Linked DNA regions of Zea mays: region 2 is linked to region 1. The links are chromatin contacts, called in public Hi-C maps. All regions are on one chromosome and are shown on one strand. The core of a region is the stretch at or near the end of the contact, and the rest is flanking DNA. Distances in the headings are between cores, read along the strand shown.

Region 1 (2,762 bases), core at 38-2,537:
TTATTCCATTTTAGGCTTTAAATTTCCAAATACGGAATGCTTTCCATATTTAGCAATTTATGGTACTTAAATACAATAAAATGGAGAGACTACTAAAATTAGTCCCAGCAACTCCAAGAGACTAGGTATATGGTTTTGTAAAGGTAAATTTAGCTAATATTAAAAGAAAATTGTATCCAATAGACTCTGTAAACGACTCTTCAAATTTAGTGGCTCTCTATTTCTCCATCTTCGCTCTCCAATTTTGGATAGCCTGCTTCACTCTCTATTCAGTCCGTAGGTTTACCGAGTCTGTTGGATTAGCCTACATTTTTTCTCTAAAATCTATTTTAGAGAGTATCTAAATCAGTAAATTTGGCTAGTCTTTTTAGCTAATCTCTTGGAGTTGCTCTAAAACCAAACACCACCTAAAGAAGATTTCACTCTGTTGTATCTACAGCAGCAAGTGCATGTGTGACAACGAAATCAGCCGTACCTGCTCGTGGCCTCCCAGGTGGGCGACCTGCCTCCATAACCTGGATTCCAACATAGCAACACCAAACAGCCAAACAGGGGGCAAGTGCGTTTAGACAACAAAAGACGGTACGGAATATCTCAGAGTAGGAGTGGTTCAGTTCAGATGCACACTTGAGGCAGTTGAGGCCCTTGCCATAGAACTTGGGCGGCTTGAACTCGAGACTGTGCTCCTTATGGAAGCGCTCCAGCTCCACCATGAACGCGGCTTGCTCCTCCTCCGTCCCAGAGGCATCTCCATCGAGAAAGGGGTCCGGTTCCACCTCCAAGCGGTGAACGGCGCCACTCTCGCCCTCCACATTCACCTCGGCTATCGGAGACGCATCCTGGGTGGAGTCATCGTCGTCGTCCTTCTCCTCCTCGTCGGCGTCATGGCTGATGGCGTCCTCGCTGTTCGTCTCCACCTTTGCGCCGCTAACAATCCCATCCGGCTCCACAGTCGCGGCCACGGGCGGTACGCCCTCCCCGCTCGCATTGGGTTCCGCCTGATCCGGGGAGCCCACTCCTTCCTCTCCGTCATCGCTCTCCTGTTCAGCGTCCGGGGTCGTATCCCCACTCCGCGCAGCGGCCCCTTCCGACACGGCAACCGCCTCTTTCTCGGGCGTCTGCCACGCTTCCTCGCCGTTTGCGTCCTCGGCGAGCGGGAGGTCGTGCGGTTCGTCCCCGTAGCGGTCGGGACCGGCGGCGCGGCCCCGCGGGTCGCTCATCGCGGGAGGAGTGCGGAGACGGGAGAGAGCAAACGGGCGGCTGCTATTTTCGCGGCAGGTTTGTAGCGAGGTCTGGGGCGGAGCGGAGGGGTGGAGTGATTTGAAGTGGAAAATACCCTTTCTTTTCTGTTTGGTCTGAATACTGTTAAATTACATCGAAAAAACTGCTTTGATCCTGGAAGCCGTGGATGCAAAATTTTGTCCCAGTCGTGGAAGCTGTCGCTGTAATGGATGCCGTATGAGGTTTTTTCTTTTAGTGATTGGCCTGTTTTTGGATCTGTTAGGTTAGTTTTATCAGTGATGCTTTACGTGAAGATTTATGGTGTGTACTAGCTGCGATCTGGCGACTGATTTCAGAACTTTGTTAGTTGAACTTTGTCAGGTCATAGATATTAAGCTGGTGATTTGAAGTCTCAGTTCTTAGTGGAGGGTCTGTTTTTTTTTTTGATGGTCATGGGTGTCATGTGTGGAGCTTCCCTGGTTAACTGGTTATCCCAGTTCAACGCTGTGGGGTGTGCTCTATGTAGCTACCTCTGTTATTGCTTTCTTAAAAGCTGAGTAAAATCTCCTTAAAAAAAAGGTCTGGGGTGGAGTGGGACGGATCTCCACGGCTCGCGACTCGCGGAGGAAGGGATTCCTCCCCTTCGCGCGGTCGCGCCCACGGGCATGGCTATGACGAAAACGGTCGAAAACGAATGAGGCTAAATTATTTTTGGTTTCATATTTTCTATCGGGACGAAAATAAAAACAAAATTCAACGGTCGAGATACAGCATCGAAAGTGTCAATTATTTGAAAACGATAAACTCTAGTTAAAAGGATAAATATTTTGTAGTTTTCACAAATATATAATAAAGTGATAAATTGCCTAATTTTTAAGATATAAAAATACACAAACAACTCTTTTTCGTCATTTATATTATTTAGAGTAATTATAACTTTTGTTTTTCTCTTATTAGTTTAGATCTTGAATAAAATATATGTTATATGTATCCCATATTATATAAAAACGGTAAAAAGACGACTTGAAAACAAAAAAATACAAAAACAGTCGAAAAAATAGCTAAATCATTTTTATACCGTTTCTAATCGATTCCCAAAAAATTCGAAAACGATCGAAAAAACGGTATTCAAAACAGGCCGTTACGGGAATTTCCGTCCCATTTTCATCCATGTGCATCTCATGGGTCTAGCCTTCTGCCTAAGATGGCAACGAGTATATACCTGTTGGGTTGTCGGGTAGTATCATCATATATCTGTACTCGTCAAAAGAATCTTACGTGTTGAGTTCTCCATATAAGATCACGGGTATATAATCTTACCCATACATATATCCGTGCGAGTAATTTTACCTGTCGTGTTACACATATCTGCTAGAAAAGTCTAAAACACTAATGTGTCAATCACTAAAAATGTCAAACAAACACATAAAAAATAGTTCAAGTTAAAATACAACAAATCATTTGATTACATAACTTGGTAGGTAAACCAACAATAAACCAATAAAATGTTTTCTATTACCTAAGACGACTTTAATTACATG
Region 2 (3,156 bases), core at 618-3,117, 180 kb after region 1:
AATATACCCAACAGCTGGATGGGATAGACCAACAGTTGGATAACGTGGTGTCGACATGGCGTGATCTAATGGGTCACCAGACTATCCGATGAGTACTGATGGACTGACAACTTTCCACAGTGACTACTGAAAATACAAGATGTTAGAGGTCTAGTGTGCACCGAACTTGGCAATGTTTGAGGTATGGTGCACAAAATTTCAGAGCATATTTTGAATTGGAATTTTAATGGTTATGTGGGGGTTTGAGGGCATATATATGACCCAACTAGTATTTTAGATATCCAAGAGCTGAGCAAACAAGTGCATACACAAGAGCAACACTTCCAAGTGACCAAAGAGTCCCAGATGCCACAAATCGAGTAGACAACTAGTCTTAGCCATTTTTAGTGATAAAAGAGCTATAACACGCGTGTGAGCTAAAGATTGTGAGTGTGTTGTGATCTTGAGCCTTGGAGTTAAGACTCCTATTGATTGTGTAAAGCAGGCAAGAGTCGCCGAGTGTGTGGAGTGCCTTGAGGAGTCTCAGTCTCTCAAACTCATTGAGAAAAGGAAAGGGGACTCAAGATGATCTTTGTGACCACTTGAGTGAGGAAAGGGGACTCACACTGATCTTTGTGACCACTTGAGTGAGGAAAGAGGACTCAAGTTGATCTTTGTGACCATTGAGTGAGGAAAGGGTTGAAAGAGACTCGACCCTTATGGACTCCTCAATAGAGACGTAAGTTTCGTTGAAAAACTGAACTCCACTAAACAAATTGTCGTGTTCTTCTATTCTTTCGACCACGATTTGGTTTCCTCCCTAAGTTCTCTTGCGCTGATCATCATTTAAATCATACTTTGTTGCTCAAGCTAATTCCGTATATTAAACGAAGCACCAGCCACAAGTTGAGAACTTATTCCAACTAACCCATATCTTTGTTCTAACACTAATATCAGATCAATTTTGGATTGGTTTGAGTCAAATTTCAGATTTTGCTTATTCAGCTTCTCTAGGCGACTTTCAACCTCTCACATAAGTTTTTGAAACAAAGAGAATAAGGTGTTTGATATGTTCACTTCTCAAATTGGTATTGCCTTTTGTCGACGACAACAATAAGTGTTGAAAGGACATTTTTCGCAATGATTTTAGTCAAAACTAAATTGTGAAACACGATATGTGATATTTTTTGGATGTTTGTCTTGCTACAAACGTCGAAAGAGATATTTTATTTAAAGTGGATGAAGAAGACATAATTGAGACTTTCATGGAGTTAAGGAAACGTAGGCCAAACATGCATCATCACAATCTCTGTGTATATTTTGTAACATGTTCGAACTATATATATATTTTAATGTATACAAATTTCATGTATAATTGTTGAATGTTAAACTTTATATCTATTTATCGAATTGTTTAACGAATTCACAATGAATTATATATACATTAGATATAATTGTATATGAAAATTTTGTTGGAGCACACCTTATAATTGTATATGAAAAATCCTAGATCTGCATTATAGCCGACTTACTATTAGTTAGGGATATTCTAAACCTAAAACTAAAAGATTGTTCTGATAGGCTAAATATTTTAGAAATAGGCAGGGGCAATTTGGTCATCAACAATCTATTAGTTGATTTTAGCTGGTTGAGACAATTAACAATTAATAATTATTAGATGTATAACTAACATTTAGCCGGTCCATTAGCTGGCCTGTTGTAACCTCTTAGCTACTAATTATTAGATTTAGAGGTTTGAAACATGGTTATAGATGAGTTGGTTGTCCATAAAAAACACTCCAACACTATTTAACGATGCAAGAGTTTAATCATTTGGCCTACGAATTATCTGAACTGAGGTCCTTGCAATCTTTGCCGAAAACACCCATGGGGAACTCAATATTACACACGTTTTGCTTTTACTTCATCGTCCTCGTAGACGCAGACTCGTCCATGTTTCTCTGAAACGAACCAAACAGACACCGTAGATCCGAGCGCTCCTCCGTCCTCCCGGGCCACGGCGATCATCACCGCCGCTGCGCCACCCATATCCACAGCAGAGCCGCTCGCCCTATAGCTTCACCTCGGCCGCGCGTGGGGCGGCCATGGAGGACTACCCGGAGGAGCTGCGGACGCCGCCGGTGTCGCTAGTGTCCATCGTGGGGTGCCCAGAGCTTCACCCCTCGATCTCGACGGCACTCAGCTCCCAGCAGCCTCCCATGAACACACTGGCCCTCCCGGACTTCGCCAAGGCCTCTATTCTGGCCCGCAGCGTTAAGCCCCGCGACCCTCTCGCACCGCCGCAACCCCCCGCGGGAATCCTCAAGAAGGACTGGCTACTTAAGCACCGCACCCGCGTCCCGGCCGCCGTCGCCGCGCTGTTCCGTGCCGACCAGGTCTCCGGCGACCCCGCCCAGTGGCTCCAGGCCTGCTCCGATCTCGAAAACCTCAAGTATGTTGTCTGAATCGTTGCGTTGTTGATCCCAAGTTGACTTTGCACGGTCAGAGATGTAGTTAAGAGTCTTAAGGTGCAAATGGACAACTTATCAACCATTTGGGGCTTAGGATGCACCTCCCACACTTTGGGGGTGTTTGGTTTAAGCTCCATCCAAAATAAGGTTGTGCATCATGGGTCTATTCCTCAAATTTTGTGCGATGATCCCAATCCTCTTATTAGTACTAACTACGAGGAATGAAGTGGTGATGGATCAACTCATTTCATTTCACAAACCAAACAAAAAAGTGAGGAGTGAGAAAATGATGGACTAGATCATTCTTCAAACCAAACATACTATTTATTGACAACAGCTAGTATAACTGAATTCACGGAGTAATTTTCGTTTGTCGCACAGGTCTGCAATTCAGGGGAAAAACACTAAATCAGTGGTGGTCCTTGTGCAGGCTCAAGCTAATGGTAAGTACCGATTTAGATAATTTGTAGCCTTCTCTCAATGCAGTGACTAGTAGGCTGATTATCTCTGGGTAGTTGGATACCAACAGTGGTCAAGATTTTAAGCTGCACCTAATATTTTTTTGCAGATGAGCTGAGTGAGGATGTAATTGTTGCCCTGAGAAAACGTGCTGAAATCGATTCCAAGCACTTGGTTGTGCTAGTTGAGCACGATGAAGCAGAATGGAACAGATCTCTGAACAAGTCTGTAACTTTTATTTTCCTGT

Evidence for each region. Hi-C and Micro-C count contacts between places; a contact is called where the count stands out from the background.
Region 2: a contact with region 1 is called in a Hi-C map of tassel, with 2.3 times the contacts expected there. The contact joins the promoter of LOC109940000 here to the promoter of LOC100384256 in region 1. A contact is called at or near these places in 4 of 25 Hi-C or Micro-C datasets (bundle sheath, ear, leaf and 1 more).

What each region holds. Positions count from the first base shown.
Region 1 is chr5:210,670,441-210,673,202 of Zm-B73-REFERENCE-NAM-5.0, forward strand. It overlaps LOC100384256, which reads right to left and starts at 1,288. Exons shown (of 13, transcript NM_001176822.2): 1 at 628-1,288; 2 at 476-515. The coding sequence starts at 1,220.
Region 2 is chr5:210,848,287-210,851,442 of Zm-B73-REFERENCE-NAM-5.0, forward strand. LOC109940000 (trafficking protein particle complex subunit 11-like) reads left to right here and starts at 1,868. Exons shown (of 10, transcript XM_020538673.3): 1 at 1,868-2,431; 2 at 2,832-2,893; 3 at 3,019-3,133. The coding sequence starts at 2,085.